4 separate regions of the Mus musculus genome follow, and all the other regions are linked to region 3. A link is a contact called in public Hi-C, HiChIP or PLAC-seq and promoter capture Hi-C data. All regions are on one chromosome and are shown on one strand. The core of a region is the stretch at or near the end of the contact, and the rest is flanking DNA. Distances in the headings are between cores, read along the strand shown. Region 1 holds the start of Ip6k2 (inositol hexaphosphate kinase 2). Region 2 holds the start of Gpx1 (glutathione peroxidase 1). Region 3 holds the start of Mapkapk3 (mitogen-activated protein kinase-activated protein kinase 3). Region 4 holds the start of Poc1a (POC1 centriolar protein A).

The links. Promoter capture Hi-C pulls out the DNA fragments that hold promoters and counts their contacts. Hi-C and Micro-C count contacts between places; a contact is called where the count stands out from the background. HiChIP or PLAC-seq counts read pairs in DNA pulled down with a chosen protein or histone mark.
Region 1: a contact with region 3 is called in an H3K27ac HiChIP or PLAC-seq map of microglia, with 4 times the contacts expected there. The contact joins the promoter of Ip6k2 here to the promoter of Mapkapk3 in region 3. A contact is called at or near these places in 3 of 39 promoter capture datasets (liver and pre-B cells), 1 of 115 datasets of contacts at active chromatin or transcription factors (microglia) and 1 of 9 other capture datasets (adipose tissue).
Region 2: a Hi-C map of neutrophils shows a contact between it and region 3, with 6 times the contacts expected there. The contact joins the promoter of Gpx1 here to the promoter of Mapkapk3 in region 3. A contact is called at or near these places in 1 of 39 promoter capture datasets (erythroid cells) and 1 of 484 Hi-C or Micro-C datasets (neutrophils).
Region 4: a promoter capture Hi-C map of pre-B cells shows a contact between it and region 3, with 3 times the contacts expected there. The contact joins the promoter of Poc1a here to the promoter of Mapkapk3 in region 3. A contact is called at or near these places in 3 of 39 promoter capture datasets (liver, neutrophils and pre-B cells) and 1 of 115 datasets of contacts at active chromatin or transcription factors (astrocytes).

The regions. Positions count from the first base shown.
Region 1 is chr9:108,782,378-108,785,077 of GRCm38.p6, reverse strand. It overlaps Ip6k2 (inositol hexaphosphate kinase 2), which reads right to left and starts at 1,266. Exons shown (of 6, transcript NM_001379600.1): 1 at 1,208-1,266.
Region 2 is chr9:108,337,729-108,340,428 of GRCm38.p6, reverse strand. Gpx1 (glutathione peroxidase 1) reads right to left here and starts at 1,349. Exons shown (of 2, transcript NM_008160.6): 1 at 871-1,349; 2 at 87-652. The coding sequence starts at 1,116. The coding sequence ends at 293. It overlaps Rhoa (ras homolog family member A), which reads right to left. Exons shown (of 6, transcript NM_016802.5): 6 at 2,486-2,700.
Region 3 is chr9:107,288,575-107,291,274 of GRCm38.p6, reverse strand. Mapkapk3 (mitogen-activated protein kinase-activated protein kinase 3) reads left to right here and starts at 1,398. Exons shown (of 11, transcript NM_178907.3): 1 at 1,398-1,750; 2 at 1,879-2,155. The coding sequence starts at 1,931.
Region 4 is chr9:106,279,796-106,282,510 of GRCm38.p6, reverse strand. Poc1a (POC1 centriolar protein A) reads right to left here and starts at 1,450. Exons shown (of 11, transcript NM_027354.2): 1 at 1,055-1,450. The coding sequence starts at 1,072.

The DNA of each region.
Region 1 (2,700 bases), core at 17-2,516, 1.5 Mb before region 3:
CAAACATTTTAAATACTGAAAATCAACAACAATGCTGTCAACAAGGAAGGTCCTTTAAATTTTTCAAAATGTTTGTCTGCATCATATTTGCTGTTTCAAAACTGCCAGGGCTTCTTTCTTTTGGATCTTTTTATTTTCATAAATATTTATTAGTTGACAATTCCAAACATGTATACAATGTATTTTGACCATATCCATCCCCCTGGTCCCTTCTTATCCCCCTCCCACTGCCTCTGGATCCCTTCAGTACTTTTTCTTACAAATATTCGAAATTATTTTGTTCTTGCTCTATGTACATTTCTGCTAACAAAATGTTTATTTACATGCGATGACTAGCTCTATTTCCTTTCGCGTGTAAGAAGAGCCCTAGATTTCACCAGTTCCTACATTTTTCCCCATTTTCCCGCTAGTACAGCTTTCTTGATATTTGATAGAAATTAAAATCCTAAAAACGAATCAAGTCATTAGGAAGGATGCAGAAGATAGATGCAGTCTTGTTATCAAATATGAATAAAATCCCACTCGTGGTAGGAGCATCAGCATAAGAAGAAGAAAAAAGAAGACACCTTCTGATCCATTTTAAGATCTTAAAGGAGAAGAAGGGGAAAAAAAAAAAACCAATAAGGTTGGATGCGCAGATCACCCTCTCCCCCGCCTTTCCGGGATCAAAGAGGAGCTGACTGGCACAACTGACGTTCAACACCCAAAATGGCTGCACATCTGCAGGCCCAGGTAACAACAGTACCTGAGGATCCGGGCTGACCCTTCCATCCAAAGATAAAGACCCCATCCTCAAAGACCAGGGAGATCGTGGCCGGGGGACCTCTGTGAGACCAGAGATCCTGTCCTCCACCGGAAGACCCAGGGAGACCGCTTCAAAACCGGAGAAAGACACTGTCGTCGTCCCCCGCCCCCTCCCCTCCCCCGGTTCCGGGAGACCCTCCAATGCCGGGGGGAAGATTCTGCCCCGTCTCGGTGGGCAACGCTACTCTCCCCAGTAACTGCAAGGTACAATGGCCCCCCGTAAATAGGGAAGGGATGACTACACAAAAAAAGGGGGAGACCGCTTCTCAATGACAGCCATAGGACCCCCTTCACAAACCCAAGCCTCCCAGGGATCCCGGAGCCCGGCCGCTACCAGCACCGAAAACCTCTTCCCCTGAGCCCCGGGGTGACAGGGCCACGGGCCGGGCGGGGCGGGCGTTACCTGCGGCCACAGCCCAGTCCCGCGACGCTTCCGTCCTATTGTTTCTCTTCCACCAAAATGGCTGCGGCCGCGCTCAGCCCCGCCCCCCAACCTCGCTCCCAGGGCCCCTCGCTATTGGCTCGCACCCGAAGCCGCGCAAGCGGACTGGGCGGCCTGGAAGACTGTTGCTAGGGCGCCGGGATTCGCTTGGGGCGGCTTCCTGAATGGGCAAGGGGCGGGAAGAGGCGGGGCGTTGTCCTGAGTGAGGAGGGTGGCCAGTCTGTTCTGGAGTTGAAGTAACTGATGGGCTGTGTGCCAAATGGATCGATTGCAGGATGCCTAGGGTAAGGGTGGATGGACAGACAGTCCTGGTTTGCCCCGCACTGGGGAGTTTCCTAGGATACAGGAATGTCAAGGCCAGTATTCATTCTGTGATAAACTGCAAAGCTGGTCAACCTAGCAGATGGATGGACAGAACTACATGTCGCTAAGATGGATAAAGGGATAGCAGCAGGGAACAGAGAGAATGACTACAGACGATAGACAAATACATGGCTCTATAGGAGGCCAGTAAGACGGCTCAACAGGTCAAGCCGTTGCTCTGTTTCTCTCTGGCTCTTTGTCTCTGTCTCTCTCTCACTCACAAACACACACTCACACCACACACACTATAATAATTTTTAAAAAATGTTTAGACAGGTGAACAGATGAGTGGACAGACAGACAAGATAAAAGCCAATAGAAGTCTGATCAGAGGGATGTATAGGGTCCTCGGTAAATTGATAGGTCTGGAGCATAGAGCTCATCCAAGACTCCTTTGTCTGGAGCCTGTGTCATTCAGAAGGTCTCCTGCATGAGTGAACGAGTGTCAGCGCAGCCAGGAAAGGCAAGGAGCACGATGGGAACCATGGGCATGGGATGACCTCCTTCTTGGCTATTGGCCTTTCTGTAAAGGATGCCAGAGTTGTAACCCTGCATCCTGGGCATTAGCAAAGATGTAGCTCATAGGTTTTTAAAACTGAAGTATTTATTAAGCACCTACACTCTGCAGTGAGTGCAGTAAACAGATTTTTTTAATCCCTGCTTTCTAAAGGTGGACAAGAGAAACTCCTATTACCAACAGGTTCCTCTTGGAATCGCCTTCCCTTGAGGCCTTCATGGCTCTGTGTTCAGTTCTGTCTAGTTTTTCTTTTTCACATTTTTTCCTCTCTGTCTATACCCACTTACCCCGGGTCGTGGTTTTGTTTTTAAAATATTAACTAATTGAGTCCAGATCCCTCTCTGTAGCCCAGGCTGGCCTCAAAATTAAGGCAATTCTTCAGCATCAACCTTCCTCTTACTGGGATTACAGGCATGAACCGAGAGGCCCAGGTTTCAGGTTTAAATGCCAACTTCATGTTAATCGACCCCAAAAGTGTTTGCCCAGTTCAGGCTCTTCCTGGTTCAGTGTTCAGCTGTTGATAGACAGCCTGCCCTCTGGCTGTGTGTGTTCCTTGACTGTTTCCGTATGGCTG
Region 2 (2,700 bases), core at 100-2,599, 1.0 Mb before region 3:
GGGACGTTTAGGCTCTGGGATTGAGTTCCTTATCCCTGACTATGAGGCTATCCAAAAGGTGACAATGACACAGGACACACAAACAATTCTGATATTCAGCACTTTATTCTTAGTAGTGAAACCACCTTTCATTAGGTGGAAAGGCATCGGGAATGGATGGGACCAGCGCCCATCTGAGGGGATTTTCCTGGAAATCAGGTGTTTCTCCGTGCAAATTTAGAGGAAACACCATCATGGAAGAACCGCCCCCCAGAGTGCAGCCAGTAATCACCAAGCCAATGCCAGGGCCGCCTTAGGAGTTGCCAGACTGCTGGGACAGCAGGGTTTCTATGTCAGGTTCGATGTCGATGGTACGAAAGCGGCGGCTGTACCTGCGCACGGGAACACCGTCGGGGCCCACCAGGAACTTCTCAAAGTTCCAGGCAATGTCGTTGCGGCACACCGGAGACCAAATGATGTACTTGGGGTCGGTCATGAGCGCAGTGGGGTCGTCACTGGGTGTTGGCAAGGCATTCCGCAGGAAGGTAAAGAGCGGGTGAGCCTTCTCACCATTCACTTCGCACTTCTCAAACAATGTAAAATTGGGCTCGAACCCGCCACCAGGTCGGACGTACTTGAGGGAATTCAGAATCTCTTCATTCTTGCCATTCTCCTAGGGAAGACAAAGGCATTTATTTATGTGCTAGGATTTCGGAAAGAATGTGCTTTTTAACTGCAAAACAGAGGTTTCCCGATGAGTCACCAGGAAGTTGCCCTCCTTGTATAACCGAGGATAGGCCTGCATTCCAGCTGTAGTACCAGAGGAGAAAGTAAGCGGTGTCCCGCCCGTGGGAGCCTAGAGCCCAAGGCCACCCATCTCGCCCCATATACCTGGTGTCCGAACTGATTGCACGGGAAACCGAGCACCACCAGTCCACGAGGTCCCAGACGCTTCTGCAGATCGTTCATCTCGGTGTAGTCCCGGATCGTGGTGCCTCAGAGAGACGCGACATTCTCAATGAGCAGCACCTTGCCCCGCAGGGAGCCCAGGCTCACAGGCTCCCCGCCCGTCAGCGGGCGCGCGGAGAAGGCATACACGGTGGACTGTGCCGCCGCGGAGAGCCGAGCAGCACACATACTGGAGATGTTGGGACTCAAACGTGGAATCCGTACTAGCGCTCACAGGGCCCTGCACCTCCTTTTAACTGGATGGTGCTGAGATCACGTGGCATCGCTTTCTTTCCGGCTGGCAGCCAGCTCTAAGTCTCAGGGTCCCGCCTTATCCGGCCTCTACCCTCCCCCCATCGAGGAACAGGGAAGAGGGTGCGGCCGGGCTAAAGCGCCTGGAGGTGCCTAGGGCGGGTCTGGTCTAGCTCCTGTAGCACTAGTCTGGAAGGAAGCTGCTTGCTTAGGCGGGGATCTTCCAGCTCTGTCTTACTCAACCGTTTCTTAATTAGTCTAGAGTCCCGCCTAGGAAGATGGCCTCTGGCAATAACAACGGCTAAAGCAGCTCACGCACAGCTCCCTTATATTGTGTAACTTTACCCACACGTTTCTAGTCATAAGGTTATAGGGTTTTAAAAACATAAGTTTAATTACACTTATTGTTTAATTAAATCGAAGGAGCATGCATGTTGAGGTCAGAGTTGGTTCTCTCCTTCCACTCGGTGATAATTTGGGAATTGAACTCAAGAGGAGCTGCGTCGCATCAGGTGGCCAGTGTTTTGTTTCTGAGACAAGGTCTCTACAGAGCCCTGGCTCGCCTGGAACTCCAAGTGCATGTTTTCGTTTTGTTTTGTCTTGGGGGGTGTCTCCATCTCATCAGTGTTTCTGTATGCAGTCTTGGCTGTACTAAGGCTTGTTCAGTAGCCCAGGCAGGCCTAGAACTCAAGAGATTTACCTGTCTCTTTGCTTTCATCCCGAGTGCTGGTACTAAAGGCTTGTACCACCCATGCCTGACTTTTTTTTAGTAGCACTAACAGCGCTATCAAAGGCAATTTCTTTTGGTTGTTTTTGTAAGGGTGGACAGCAGTGCAGGACTCCCTGCTCCAGACTCTAACCTAGCTCCTCTCAGAACACGTGCTTCTAGTGGTCCTAGATTCCTGCCCCCAGTGCAGTTTGGTCTTAGTCCAGAAAACCCAGCCCCTCATGTCCCCTCTATGACATTCCACTCCACTTTTTTTTTTTTTTTTTTTTTTTGTCTTTTTTAGACAGGGTTTCTCTGTATATCCCTGGCTGTCCTGGAACTCACATTGTAGACCAGGCTGGCCTCGAACTCAGAAATCCACCTGCCTCTGCCTCCCGAGTGCTGGGATGAAAGGCCTGCGCCACCACACCCGGCTTCCACTCCACTTTTTAGATTTGAACGTGTCACAGGGAAACCACTTCCATGTTCTTGGGAGGAGACAAAAGGTTAGTCTAGAAGAGGGAGGGAGTAGGAGGAGCTGGTGCCATTCAAGAAGCCTCTCCAGGGGAGTCTTTCCGGCGAAAGCAACACACAAGAGAATACAGGAAATTTAGAAAACTGCCTTTATTCTATTAGTTGGAAAAATTAACTGGTACAGAAAAATGTTTAGTCAGCTGGAGAGAAGAGACCCCCCCACCCCCACCCACTGCCACCCATAAGAACTGGTGGCTCCTCTGGGAGGCAACTTGGATACAGTGTGGAGAAAGGAGCACTGTGACTTAGAGCCAGACCCTGCAGTCCAGGTGAGAAAGGCT
Region 3 (2,700 bases), core at 149-2,648:
AACCTGGATGCAGTTGTACAAATAGAAGGGCACCAATTTTCTGTTGGCCACTGACAGTTGCAGAGTGCAGCCCAGGCATCTTTGTGTGTGTTGTGGTGGAAGGCCGGACACAGCCTCCTTTGGGTGGGACAGAGGTCCGGGTGGCTGCAGTTCTGAATATAGTCTGTAGATGGCAGCAGAGACCTGCTCAGAGGGCTTGCCTGTGGCGCCGCCTGCTCTGTAGACTTGTGGGAAAGTTGGCTCAAAATATCTATGATAGGCTAAAAGGTGAAGGTCTAAGTGCAGAAGGGAAAAATTTAAAGCGAATAGAGGAATTGGATGGAAGAAATGGATTTTAATGTTAAGGCTGATTGATTGAGCCGGGCGTGGTGGCGCACGCCTTTAATCCCAGCACTTGGGAGGCAGAGGCAGGCGGATTTCTAAATTCAAGGCCAGCCTGGCCTACAGAGTGAGTTCCAGGACAGCCAGGGCTACACAGAGAAACCCTGTCTCAAAAAACCAAAAAACAACAAAAACAAAACAAAAGATTGATTGGTTTTTCGAGACAGAGTTTCTCTGGCTGTCCTGGAACTCTCTTTGCAGACCAGGCTGGTTCGAACTCACTGAGGTCCGTCTTTTTCTGCTTTCAGAGCGCTGGGATTAAAGGCATAGGCCACTATGCCCAGCTAATTTTATTTTTTAAAAACATAGCCTCACGATGTAACCTAGGTTAGCCTCACAATCCTCCCGCCTAAGCCTTCCTCGCGCTGCAATTACAGGTGTTCATCACCATGGCCAGAACTTGAACTTTTATTAGTTGAGATTCTTAGAACCTAAAGCTCAAATCACGAGGTGAAAAGTTGATGCAGCTGACCAAATGGGAAATCGAGATTTCTGATTCAAGAGCGTCCCAAGTGTGTTCAACTTACGGCTACGGGCTGTAAGTGGTCCAGGGAAGTATGAATGTGGCCCAATACATTTATTTGGAATGACAAGTGAATTGCAAAGTCAAAAGGTTAGTCAGGAAGTGCATAGAAAGGAAAGCTAGCCAGTTGTTAGACAGATGCCCTAAACCAGGAAATGAGTGGCGGGTTAGACAACAACATGCCAATTCCCAGGGCACGCTGACTAAACATTCAAAAAGTTGAATTCTGAAACACTTAGCTACCTGGAAATTTTGGGAGTCTAAAACGCCCCCTGGCAGCTAGCAAAAAGAACACTTCACTCAAGAGCCCGCAAGAGAAACAAAATGTCTTGCGCTGTAACTTTTCTAGATCACAGATAAAATCCGAGGAGGCTGGTACAACAGTTGAAGGAGCTCCTAGCGGTGTCCCAGGGCGCTGCGAAAGTTACAGTGAACTTGACGAGGCCACGCCCCATTTTGTCTCGACTCAGAGGCGGAGTCTGCCAGGGGCTCTGCCCTGGCCTGCCCAACCCGGACTAGCCTGGCCCTTTAAGGTTGACCTAGCGGGGCCCCAAGTCTGAATGACGCGACGAGAAGCGGGGGTGGGGGGTCACGTGGGACGCGGGCGGCGAGACTCTGGGTCCAGGGCTCCGGTCCTCAGCGGACTCCAGGGATCACTATCTCTTGCCCACTCTCGCCTGCACCATGATTTTCGTGTAGTGCTTTGCCACCAAGTGCGCCTTCGCCTGGTCCGCCTTTCTTGGGTCTCTGTATGGCTGGTTCTCAAGACCTTGTTGCTATACAGCGCCGGACTCCTTCCTAATTTGACACGTGCCTGGGCTGAGGGATCACCTCCCCCTGCTGTACGTAAGTACTCTCAGGCAGTTTCCAGCTTGTCTTGGGCCAGGAGCCCAGTCAATCTAGTTCTGGAGAAACCAAAGCTGGGGTGTGTCCAAAAAGTCCCGGTGGGGAGTGACTCTTTCCCTTTCCTTCAGGTGCCTCTGGACGCGCCAGGCTGGGGCTACCTCCGAGCGCCCCGTGGGGGCCATGGATGGCGAGACAGCAGGGGAGAAGGGGAGTCTTGTGCCCCCGCCAGGTGCGCTCGGCGGGTCCGCCTTGGGTGGTGCTCCGGCCCCAGGTGTGCGACGGGAACCCAAGAAGTACGCGGTGACTGATGACTACCAGTTGTCCAAGCAAGTGCTGGGTCTGGGTGTGAACGGCAAGGTACTGGAGTGCTACCATCGGCGCTCTGGCCAGAAGTGTGCCCTGAAGGTTAGTGACCCATCTCTCTGAGGGCTAGGGTGACATGGAGGGTCCAACAGCAGAAACCTGTGGATGTATCTGTGTCCGGGGTCTCTATTAAACATCTACACATGGCATCTTGTTTTATTTTCAAACTCTTCCTCTAGCGTCAGACTCGTGGTCCTCTTAGCCTCACATACACGGAAACAGGCTGACCTACCTAAACTGAGGGTGTGTCCCAAAGAGCGAGGGGAGGAGTCAATGTGAGTAGAGCTGTTGTACCCGGAAGGCAGGAGGGTGTGGCTGTGCGCTCTGGTTCTGGCTTGGGCTTTGTGTTTAGGCCCAAAGGATGCTCTTAAATTCTTAGTTATCCCCTGCAGGTAGCTCCTTCTATGGGGATGCGGCTAAGTTTTCCTTAGGCTCAGTGCAGGGTTGTCCTCCTCATGGCCCCTGCCCGCTGAGGTGGGACCATGAGCCTCTTAGGGTGTTTTTTGACTACTGGGCCCCTTGAGTTGAGTTGGTGGCCTCTTGTGGAAAGGGGCAAGCTTTGCTCATAAGCTGACCCACCCTGGACA
Region 4 (2,715 bases), core at 201-2,700, 1.0 Mb after region 3:
CCTGGTCCACACAGTAAATTCCAAGAGAGCCAAGACCATAGTAAGTTATCTCCCTCCACCTCAAACACCAAAAATTAAAAACAAAACAAGCAAACAACAACAACAAAAAAAACAAAACGACAAAACACACACACACACACACAACCAAACCACCTGAAGAGCTCCAAGGAACCCAGCTTGGGAAAGGATATTTCTATGATACAGCGAAGCCATTGCTATTCCACAAAGCTCTACCCCAAACAAAGGTGAGGCCCAGTGCCCAGCTCCACCCCCAAGCACACCTGCAGGTTCACGCCTTTTAACAGATGGCCTGGTAGTTCAGGGGTAAGAATCAACTAAGGAGCAAGGGCTCATTCCCTCTCCTGTCCTCACCAGAGCCTCTCAGAAACACAAGGGTGAGGAAGTGTCCATCCTAGGCTCAGTGGGCAGAAGCAGATTCAGGTCTGACTCCATCAGTGACACCCCTTCCCAATGCCTTCTTCCCTGAACAGTTTCCCCTAAAATCTGCGTGGAGCTAAATGTAAACAGAATATCAAATCGGCACTCAAAAGTCTGGTTTCTATTTCTACCCAAGTCTTCTCAGGTGCATCAGGTACCACCTGGCCCTGTGGAAGCAAATTCTTATTTAAAGGACCAATTTGAAGTCCTTTTCTGGAGTGGGGGGAGGGGTCAGAATCGAGCCCTGGACACACTGCAGGCTTCCGCTATCCCAGGCATCCCGATGGCCTACTGCTTCTACTTGTTGGAAAAGGATGTCACCTCCAAAAAAGACCTGTTGCTCACAAGAGGCCAAGCTTACGAGGCTCGCCCCAGGCCACGACAAGGGTCGGGCCTTGATGGTGTCTTCCTCAATACGCCGTACATTCCAGAGGCAGAGACTTATTTCTTCGTCCTGGTGGTCTAACATCTAGCCTGGCACCTGGGGTGCTAAGTCAATGCCCGGATCCACCCCGTAACCTTGGATGAGGAGGTCACCCTAGAACCCCGCGTCACCATCCGCCTCTCTCGCGGCCATTGTTCCAACCAGTCAGGTGCTCACTATCCAGGGACTTACCTGGCTGGGAGCAGCCATAGCGGGGCTAGCGGGCTGGTAGGACCAGCTGTGCCCCAAGTGCCAGAGATAGCTGGGTCGGCAGTTGTGCCAGTTCAGTTTCCGCGCCCCCAATCGCCACCAATAGCAACGCCGGTGGCGTCGCCGCGTCCCGCCCACCGCAATTAAAGGAGAAGCGCCCTAGGTTTTTGTCCGCCGACCGGAAGTCGGGTCGTTCGATAGGCGTCAAGCTCTTGTCCTCCCGCTCTTCCAGATGAGGTGACCCGCCGAGCAGCCAAAAGCCTCAGTTCGCTGTCACACTTTCCTCCTAAGAACTTAAAAAAAAAAATCTTAGATGAAGGTTTCGGCCCTTCAGCTCTAGCTCAGGTAACGGAGCGCGCAGCCATCGGGGAAATGAAGTTCTACATAGCACTTATACCCCACAGTCTTAATAAAGGTAGAACTACATTTACCGAGATGCTCCGGGGCGGGCGGAGTTTTACCATTATGAGTGACAGGCTTAAGTATCCCGGAAGGAGGATACTGACTGGCCTTGCTCTTGGCTTAAAACGTCCGATCAAGGCGCCATGGAGAACCAGGTTATTAGCGCCTTGGGACCCCAGAATGGTTCGTTCCTGCGAATACTCCTAAGTGTCTATTTAAAAAAAAAAAAAATGGAGTCATTCAAGAGTCAGAACCATGGTGCAGAAAGACATATGTTCAATTCTTAATTCTCTACTGGGTGACCTCAGGAAAAATGCGTCTACTCCGAGGGCCTGCCTCCGCGTTTGTCTTAAGAGGGGATGTGACTGCGGCCCGTCTTGCTCGGAACTCTTTAGCCTTAAGAAGGCTTTGGGTCGTAGCCTGACCTTAGCTCCAAAAAAAAAAAAAAGGTGAAAGAAGCAATCGTCGGGCGGAACCACCAGAGGCCGTCCTTTTCCACCTTCTGCAATGAAAGCAGCCGAAGCCCAGAGTGACCTGTGCATCTGACCTGAACTGGATGTTTTGTAAGATTCAAGAACCTTCCATCCATCATCTCTCCTGGGCCGGCCAACTTGTCCATACTCAAAACACTAATTAGGATCTGGCTGTGTCCTGAGGTTTCTTACCACATGCCTAGGCTTGAAACTGTGTCCCTAAATCTGCAGGGACAGTAAACTCAGAAACTGGCGTGTGGGGGAGTGTATTTGGACCTAAAAGAATGATTCATTGGTTCAGAGTGTATATGGTTCTCCCAGAGGACGAAAGTTCTATTCCCAGCTCCCATGTCAGATGGTTTACAACTGCCTGGAACTCCAGTTCTGAGGCAGTTCAACACCTCTTGTCTCCTGAGGCACACACACACACACCATTAAAAATAATTCTTTTAGTGTTTTGATGAGAGATACAGGATCTATATCTGATCCTATTTTAACTATGTTGGCATAGAATTGGTACCTTGACATTAGAAATGTTTAAGCTAATTTAACATAGGCAAGGTGAAAGTCTCAAGACAAAAATAGGTGCTCACAAATTCCCAGCCTTCCCATAAACAGTTTTCAGTTTTTCTCTTGTCAATAAGTGTGTCACGAGCACCCCATGCCAGAAACATGATGGTCACGTTTGTATATTCCTACAATGTCAAAATGAATTGCCTCTCAGGAAATTCCCAAGCTGTAGCAGTTTGCTGCTTTTCCAGATAAGGT